Linked DNA regions of Gossypium hirsutum: region 2 is linked to region 1. The links are chromatin contacts, called in public Hi-C maps. All regions are on one chromosome and are shown on one strand. The core of a region is the stretch at or near the end of the contact, and the rest is flanking DNA. Distances in the headings are between cores, read along the strand shown. Region 1 holds the start of LOC107909851. Region 2 holds the start of LOC107909860 (stress-associated endoplasmic reticulum protein 2).

Region 1 (4,794 bases), core at 699-3,198:
ACAAGAACCTGGTGTTCAGTGTTGACAATTTTGTTGGTGAGACAATCAAAAGACCCAAAATTCGATTTCCATTCAGCAACAAGGCCTCTTGATTCCCACTCGGTAACAACACTCAACACATCGGGATTTGTCACTGTGAAATAAGGAGCACCATGATCGAATAACAGCTCTCTCCCATCTTCACTTATCTCTCTAAATTCCCAAAGTTACATATTACCAAAAACAACAAAAATTCATTAAACTATGCACTTTAAAATTTTATTTCTGCTTCCCAAAACACCAGCAAATACTAGAATATAAAAAAGGGCAGTCAAAATTCGTCAAAGAAAATGAATTTTTAATAAAAAAATAAGTGGAGAGAAACAAAAAAGGAACCTTCTTTGAGACATGCGGCCACCAGGACCCCTGGCAGAGTCAAAAAGGGTCACTGAAATTCCATCCCTTGCCAAAGTAGTGGCACAAACAGACCCTGAAACTGTGAATTTCAAGTTTTTAAAGTTAACAAAATAATGATAATAATAAATCTAAAAAAAAGATCAGAGGAGTGGGGTTTTAATTTTTGTTTATTAGTGGGTGGAGAAAGAGAAAGTGGGATATTATAGTAGATAGTAAGTATGGATACTTCCGCTTCTCACCACGACAACCTTGGCGACAGTGTTTTGCATTCTATCCCGGTCAGTGTCGTAAACGGTGATGCTAATCAATTGGGGTTCATCTGTAATTACTGTGCCTATTAAACAAAGCAGTTTTAACAGAATCCATGCGTTGGGGTTCAGAACCCAGAAGCAAATTCAATAGAGAGAGGGTGAACAATCGAAGAATGTAAAATTTCTGTAAAATTTTTGCTAAACTCTAAACAATCAGAAAATAACAAAAAACAAAGCAGAAAGAATAATTAAAGAGAAGAAGAAGAAGAAAAGAAACTCACCAGCGGAAGAGGAACAAAGAACCAGGGAAAAAGAAACAAAGGCAAAGAACTTGAAATCTCAAGCAAAGAACCAGAGGGAAGAACGGTTTTTGGGGGAGAAAAATGGAAATTACCAGCCAAAAGCACTTTTGGCTGAAGAAAAGGAGAAAATTTTAACTTCTTCATCTGGAGAAAAGGACTTCTCCGATGGCGAATTTTTTTCTGAAATGGAGGCTATTCTTCGTTCCTTTTAAGAGAAAAGGACTTTTTATTGAAAAAATCCTTCTAAAACGCAAAGGAGAACGGGCCCTGAAGAGAGTGCATTTGGATTCTTTTACACGTATAATGACTTTATATTATGATTCAAAAATGTTGAATCCAATCCATACCATGTTCAAACTTGTCTTCTAGGTTAAGATTGCTCCTTTTATATATTATTGTCATGCTGGATAAAAATCCTGCTGACCTTACCTTTTTTTTTTCTTTTTCTTTTGTGTAATATGGTAATTATATATATATGTTCTTATTCCTTTTTCAGAAGGTTATTTTTTAAAAGAAAAAAAGCAATAACAGAAATACATAGTTCTATTGCAACTCATAGATTCGTACTTTAAACGAATTTCTAATTCGAATTCAACATGTGTAAAAAGAAAAATAGAACTTGGAAGCTCTGAAATTGAAATCAAATCATGTGACAACTGCTTGCAGTTTGGGAATTCTTCCATGTTCTGGAATAAACAAATTAAGAAAAGGTAGAGGAATAAAAACCAAAGACGGTTCTTATTTGTTAATCAAAAAAGGGAAAGAAATATTAATTATATTAGCAAAGGATAGACAGACGATTACAATTTACAGTCATTGGAAAGGGACGGACGATCCATAATGTTGCCACGTTGTTATTGCACTGGCATCTGTCGAGAACCCACGATGTAGACATGCATGTATATATTTCCCTCTCCCCTTGCGTTGTTTGCTTCTTTCAACCACAACCCACCTTTTTTCAAAGCTTTATTCATTCCAAGAGAGTGTGAAGAGTAAGTATGGCGGACTGGGGACCGGTGGTGATAGCGGTGGTGCTATTTGTGTTGTTAAGTCCAGGATTGTTGTTTCAGTTGCCAGGGAGGAACAAAGTGGTGGAGTTTGGGAACATGCAAACCAGTGGGATTTCCATTCTCGTCCATGCTATTATCTTCTTTGGACTCATCACTATCTTCCTCATCGCCATAGGTGTTCACATCTACACTGGATAGCCTGCCACCCTTACTCTTGTGTTTTGTAAGATTTAGTCCTTTTTTTTTTTCTTTTGTTACCCTTCTGATTGGTTAATGTATTTCTCCAGGGCGAAGTGTTTGGTTTTGGATTGTTATCTTGTTGGCCTTAATGCAGTTGTAGAATAATAGAAATGATTGGTGAAATAGCAAATTTGTGCTTTTATTTGTATGTTCAGACTCCCAGGATAATATCACAACTTTCTGGACAAAAATTAGTTTTGAAGGAAACAACAACAAAGAAGAAAATAAATAAATAAATAAAGTAAAAAGACCTCTTTAACAGACACCTGCCAAGTAGATAATTTGTCAAAATGTCCTTTTTTGCTTGTTTTAACCTTCCATTTTGGATAAGAAATTCGATGCTGATTAGCTGACGAAGATTTTGAACATAAAAAACAAAGCAACGGACGTCCGTTAAATCCAACAAGTAAACGATGGGAGAGACTTGCACGCAATAAAGGGTTGGTAATAACCAAAATAGAACAACAATAGTTGTATTCACAAAGACGCTATAATACATCTACATATCTCAGTTACATCTGCAGCAACATTTATACACATTTCCAGGATGCATTACTACTGGAAAAAAGCCTGGTACAATAGGTTTCCCAAGAACTCCAGTGCTGCTCAATTATCCAACCCATATTCCAATTCTCTGTCTCAATCTTGTTTTTCTCTTCACATAAGTTTCCATGCAGCAATGCCACAATTCCCACAGCGTTTTGAATATAAAGTCTTATCAGTGATCTGCTAAATCTTTGCATTAAATTAGATAGATTGAAGAAGATATACATTCATGTCACGCAAACAAGGATAAAACTTAGCAGCCTAACGCAAAAGGTAATTCATTCAAATGATTCCCAAGGATCGGAGAGAGGCAGGGTATAATAAGTAAGGAAATTTGTCGCAAAACGGGTCATTAATGCGATATCATTTGAATCATTTGTCAAGGCTCAGTTTGTCTGTTCGAGTTAAATCCAAAACTCATTTCAAATCAAATATTAAAAAAATCCAAACCCCAAAGACAAAAGACAAAAAGTCAAAAACTCATTTTTTTCCCCCTTTTTAACTAGTAAAAAAGTTTTTCCCATACCGTAGGAAGAAAGATCTGCATTGGATTGCATAAAAGGTTCAGAAAAGGCATACGCACCAAAGATCAACAGATAAATAAAAGATTGGACAAACTAGAACATATTTGATATTCGAAAGCACTGAAAGCATTCCAAATAAAAGGAGATGGGGAATATGGGGTGTAACAAGACAGGAACTTCTAAAATCCTACCGACCAAAGGTTCAGCCACCACCAAAACCAACCTGAAAGAGAGTTCCCATTAAGCTCTGTTTCCCAGTTTCTTTTCTCCTAGGTTTGGTGCTCACCTCTCATAGCTGCAACCTGCAGTTCAGCACTACACTAGTAAAAATACAAAATATCCAACGCCAAATTTTAGCAGAATCTATGAAAAGCGATTTAAGGTTAATAAAAAAATGCAGAGGATGGAACAGAATTAATTCCTGTGAACAAAAGAGGCACTTCGCAAAATATAGCTCTAATTCACAATAACCTACTTACTTAGTCCTCTTAGTTCAACAAATGTCCTTCTTCTTTTTTTTAATCTTCACCCATTCAACTATCAATCATGAAATATACCCCCAATCTCAAACCTACAAATCTTACAGTATATTGCCATTATTAGCATGCTATTGAAATCAAAGCCACTTAATGATGAAATCCAGTAACTTGACAAAAACGTACGAAAGGAAAGAACCTAGGGTTTATTATAAAGTTTTTTTTTCTTTTTTATGTACAATTTCCAAATTAATCCAAAAAAATAAAATTTAGGAGAACCTAGAATTGAACACATTTTTATCCCCAGTCCTTCACGAAAACAGAGAATGCGACATCAAAAGGTAAAAAGACAATTTAAGAGAAAAAGTATATGTAAAATACAACACAATATCAACCCATTCAAGAAGAAATAATCAACAAACAAATTACCAGGGATATCCTTTCGCCGCGAAGGAGGGGCCATGGCGTAACACAGAATCGAACTACCTAACATGAAAACCGTTGAAACAATCCCAGCAACGTAACAAACCATGACCAAACCAAGAACCCAAGGCATCAACATGAACCCTATAAAGAAAGTAACTGATCCACACAGCATCAACGAAACAGATATCCCTAGCATCAGCCAAGCGAATCCCGCCGGCGGTACCGTCGTCATCAATGCCGTTCGCGGAAGAGGACTCCTCTCCGGGGCGGCTGGTTGGTCAGAGAAGGGAAGCGGCATCGTAGGTAATCGTAGAAGATTTAGGACCAGCGCCAACAGCTCGTAGAAAAACCTTGATTGTTGGCCCTGATTTCGTTGTTGTCTTCTCATCATCTTTTTTTTCTCATAAAAATTCCTAGATGAAAATTGTCCTAACCCTATAATCCGAGCAGGGAGGGGGGGGAGTGAAAATTGGAAACAATAACTAGAATTTATTTTTTGCTAAAACGAGGCAACTGGAAAAACGAGTACACGGTTATCAAAAACACCGTTTAATTGGAGAAAAATTAACAATCAGAGGGTTCCAGCCAAGGCTAAGGCTTTGTTTGTTTCTCAGGAAAATTTG
Region 2 (4,794 bases), core at 879-3,378, 470 kb before region 1:
ATTAGTTACATACAATGTGATGAGCAGGGAGTGGCTTAAAGTTCCTGGATGTGTTGTACCACGGGGTAGAAAGCAACAGCGGGTAGCATGTTGCATTGCCTTTAACCCCTGCTTGACTGCTACTGCTTGATTTCCAACCCTTTATGTTTCAAGGAAACTATTTCCTATTTTAATGTTTCCCGATTATGTTCGATTGCTGCTAACAAGTCCCACCTAAGGCCGGATTTTCTTTTTGGTTGCATGGAAATTGGAATGGGCTTTTTCTTTATTTTCTTCTTTTTGTTTGGACATGTGGGTGAATAACACGCTTGGTTCTTAATGAGGCGTGTGAAACTTCTGCTGTCTTGTTGCATTGAGATAATAGTGACACAGGTAAATTGAGCGGTTAAGCTTCCTCTTTTAATAGATTCATTATACTAAACAGGAAATTCTCTACTCAGTGCTAAATTTGATGAATGAGGTTCATATAGAAGCTAAATCTAGCGGGATTGCATGTGAGAAAGCTCGAATAAATAAAAATCTTTACGCATCATCTGCTGAAGCTGTTGGTATAACCATTCAAATACCAAGTTACTCGGGTAACTCGGTTCAACCACTAATATATCAGTTTTTTGTCCATCTCATTGCATAAATGAAAAAAGTAGCAGACAAAGCACAATGACCAGACAAAGAAAGGGGAGGTCTTATTCAAATTCCGAACATTTCACAACGTAAGCATATCTCTAGTAAATATATCATCAGTTTCCCTACAAAACTAACAGAAAAGAAAAGCCCAATGCAAGACCAGTCTCCTCGCAATTCCTTAACACCAGAAGTGCAGACTTATGCCATACCTCCGCTGGTCGCTGTCCTGATAATCTGGAAGAGAGCTGTTACGGTGAATGTAAACGAAGTTGATCAGTAAATCATGACAGACAGGACATGCAGAAAATCTTGACTCTAAATTGTAATTATAGATATTTTAATTTAAGCAAATATCCTTGAAGATTACAATGATGAAATTAACTGAACACCAAGAAAAGCTAAACATATTACACTTTCCAACGAAGAAACCAGACAAATTATCCATACACATCGAATAAGGAAATATGATGGCAAAGAAAGAATCCTTACATGATCCAATGACGACGAATATGAAGAACCCAAGAAGCACAGGACCAACAGGATAATCCTTCCCCTTCTTTGTGGTTGTCTCAGGCACAGCTCCTCTCTTTGTTATGTTCTTTTGGAACTTCTCCACCTTTCTTTCTGCAAGACGCCTTGATGTTGTCTGCCCAAAGCAGAAAAAGTAGGGGGATAAAGTATAAATTTAAATAGAAACAAAGCAATTTTATTTTTCTTTTAGGGAATAAAAGGGTCAGGGTATCCCATGACAGGCCTGGCCTAATTTGGCGATGGATCTTAACATTTATACAAGATTTATGAGAAATATACATGACGTTTCGAATCAGTTTTGAACTGTGAAAATATAATTCGAACTGTTGACCAAAAAATAAGAGACAATTCGAACTATTTGCATATGACAGGTCAACAGTTCTAAATTAATACAATAAGGAAAAGCAATATAAAGACGAATAAATTATTCAAAAGATTTTCGAACAAATACAAGATAAATTGTGAGGCATATATATGCCATTTAGATCTATAATCGCTGAAATCTACAAACGATTTTATAAACACGCTAAAATGTAGATCCATAATCTATATTCGGAAAGGACGGAAGACAAACAAGAAGTTTATATTGGATCCACTCAGATACAAGAAGATCAAGAAAAATAATAATCAAATTAATAGGAAAAATAAATATGAAAACTGTGAAGTGAACCAATTATCAGAAAAAAAATACAAATTAACAGTTTCTTAGAAAAAGAAAATAAAAACTCACCATGATGACGGATAGATCAGATAGCCGGAGAAGATTGAAGAGAGAAAACGCAGGAAAATTGCAGGATCTCGCTAATTCCCTGCGAATTATTTTCTCTCTCGACCTCTCACTTTCTCGCGAAAATCTCCGGATTTGATAGAGGATGTCAGCTATCCGTCCGCTTTATATAGTGCTGAAGACGGAAAAATAAATGATAATTGAAGGTCACGCGTAAGTAGCGTCACCGGCTTCGCTCTCATTGGGCCTGAACCTCAGTCAGAATACGCGGCGCGTTTTCATTGGTTCTTTTTTACACGTAGACGTGTGGGATTTAAGACTTCGCTTAAATTTAAGCCGTTTGTTTTCTTTTAAAGGGTTAATTCAAGCAAACGTCCTCAAATTATGATTCAAATTCTAAATTAGTCTCTAAAGTTTAAATAATATTTTTAATGAATATCCTAACATTTTAATGGACCTCACTATACCCTTGATTCTTTTTCAAATTTTGATACTCCACTTACTTTCCTTTTTATATATTTTTATTGAAAAAATTGTGATAATGATCATACCATTCCAAAATTTTATTGCAAATAGCAGTTTATATACTATATTTTAATTTTTTTTATTAAGGTTTAAATGTATAATTGGAACTCAAATTTTTTTACTTATTTTAAATTAGTGTTTATGGGTTTTTTTCTAAATTGGTATCTTAATTTTTTTTAGGTCAACTAAATCGGTACTTAAATCTAACCCTTGATGTCATAATCTAAAAAAATATTTTTAAAATTATTTCTTTTTTTTTTCTTTAGTTTTCCCTGTGACATTTCTTCCACCCCAATTTCTTTTCTTTTTCCCGGTGACCTTTCTTTTTCCCACTATCCTTTTCTATTCTTTTCTCTACTAAACACGTTTGCTTTCAATGGCTGATTCCAATTCCTCTCCTTCACATTCTGCTATTGCTGCTGCTGCTGCTGCTTCTTTGTTTGACGTAGAAGGTACTGAGAAAATAAAGTTTCTAGACATGGAGGAAACAGGTTCAAATTCGGGCTACAAAGATTCTGATTACCCAATAGACTCGAAATGAAGAACTAGTAACTGAAACCTGACAATTAATAAAGTTTCTGGATAGTTGGATTTTTTTGTTTGTTTCCTGGGAAAATATGAGAAAGAACACAAAAAAAATAGTTTTTTTTTTGTTCACTTTGCTTTCTTTTTAGCTTCTAGGTTTATCTTTGTTTTATATTTCGAGCCTTGGTTCATCTTTTTTTTTTAATTTTCGTATTCAATTTTTTTTTTCTATTTTTTCAGTTTTTGGGTAGTTAGATTTTTTTTATTTGTTTCTTGAGAAAATACGAGAAAGAACAAAAAAAAGGGTAGATGCAGGCAACTCCATTAGATTTTTATCTTTTTACTTAATAAGTTTCTAAGGATTTAAAGCTTTTTATCGAAGAATTCATTTTGTAATTTGTTTGTTTGTTATAGTGGCTATTTATGGTGAAGAAGGATACTATGATTTGCACAATGATTTTTAAACAAATTAGGTACTATTAATTTTGATATTATTGTTTGCTTCATGAAATTGTATCTTACATTACCCTCTTTCTTCTCCTTTTTATTATCACTACTTTTCCTTCCACACAATATTTACAAATAAAACAAAATTGAGAGGTAAAGTAAAATAAACATGGTGGACATATAGCAAGCAGACGAAGTGGAAGGGCCATTACCGATAGTTTCATTTGAGACGGTTGGTCCAATTGGGTTCCCATCACAAGGTTATCTAAGATAGGTGAAAGTGTAGTTCAGCTCAGTTGGTTCAAGCCATGAGTTTTTATGGTTAGTTTGAAAAGGGGAGGGGAAGTTGTGGGAGTTGGTTGATGGTGGCTGAAAAATGGGGAGGAACATGAAAAGGGTTTAAGATATGTGATTTTGGTGGTAATTAGATGGTGAGAAAGTGAGTGAAAATTTTTGGGGTAAGAGTTTTTGACAGAAGAAAGAAGGGAATGTGAAATCATGAGTTTTTGATAGAGGAAAGAAAGTAGGAATGATGAAGAAAAAGAAAAATAAGAAAAGAAAATAAAAAGGAAAGAAAAGGGGGGGATAAAAAAAGAAAAACAAAAAGAAAAAGAGGTATAAGAGGACGTCACGTGGCATTGCACGATTGGCTAGTAAGTAAAAAGTTAACGGCATTAGACTTAGGTACCAATTTAGTTGACAAAAAAAAATTTAAGTACCAATTTGGAAAAAAAATACCATAAGTACCAATTCAGGAGAAGTGAACAAATTTGAGTATTAATTTTATATTTAACCATTTTATTAAAAAATAAGTAAACTGGTCTCTTTATGTTAGATGAATGAATGAAATAGCCTTTCTATTAAATGCTTACTTTGATATTTTATATTTAAGGCATAATAGTAAATGTAGCCATCAATTTTTATATACTTATTTAATTTGACCTCTATTTTTTTTATTGGGAATAAATTGACTCTCCACTTTTCATTGGTGATGTGACATTTTTTTATATACCATATTAATAAATAATTTAAAAATTATAAAAAAATAAATAAATAAAAATTATATTTAAAAATTATAAAAAACTCTTCAAAATATAAAAAAAAGTAAAAGTAAAAATTTATAAAAGAATTTTAAAAATGCAAAAGAAGTTAAAAGGTTTTTTATTTAAAAAAAAAGAGCTCGAAAGGAAAATAAAAAAAGAAAGTAAGAGAAGTTTTATAGTAGTTTGTCGTTGTCGTTTTTCTTTTAATATTAGTGTAAACTGTTCTAATGCTAGCCTTAGCCCTTATTCTAGCATGTTGTTGGATTTTTAATGGTAATTTATTAATTTATTTATTTGTTATGATACGGTGGTACCCCGTATACTTCACATTATTATTACTTTAGTATTGTTTGAAAGGAAAAATAAACAAAG

What was found. A called contact is a pair of places that touch in the nucleus more often than the background predicts.
Region 2: a Hi-C map of leaf shows a contact between it and region 1, with 2.3 times the contacts expected there. The contact joins the promoter of LOC107909860 here to the promoter of LOC107909851 in region 1. A contact is called at or near these places in 2 of 34 Hi-C or Micro-C datasets (leaf and seedling).

The regions. Positions count from the first base shown.
Region 1 is chrD02:56,113,941-56,118,734 of Gossypium_hirsutum_v2.1, reverse strand. LOC107909851 reads left to right here and starts at 1,948. Exons shown (of 1, transcript XM_016837539.2): 1 at 1,948-2,347. The coding sequence starts at 1,948. The coding sequence ends at 2,157. LOC107909852 reads right to left here. Exons shown (of 6, transcript XM_041088843.1): 1 at 4,175-4,794; 2 at 929-3,571; 3 at 636-730; 4 at 376-475; 5 at 9-192. The coding sequence starts at 4,562. The coding sequence ends at 3,552.
Region 2 is chrD02:56,588,702-56,593,495 of Gossypium_hirsutum_v2.1, reverse strand. It overlaps LOC107909860 (stress-associated endoplasmic reticulum protein 2), which reads right to left and starts at 2,128. Exons shown (of 3, transcript XM_016837547.2): 1 at 1,886-2,128; 2 at 1,114-1,270; 3 at 602-869. The coding sequence starts at 1,888. The coding sequence ends at 823. It also overlaps the pseudogene LOC107909861.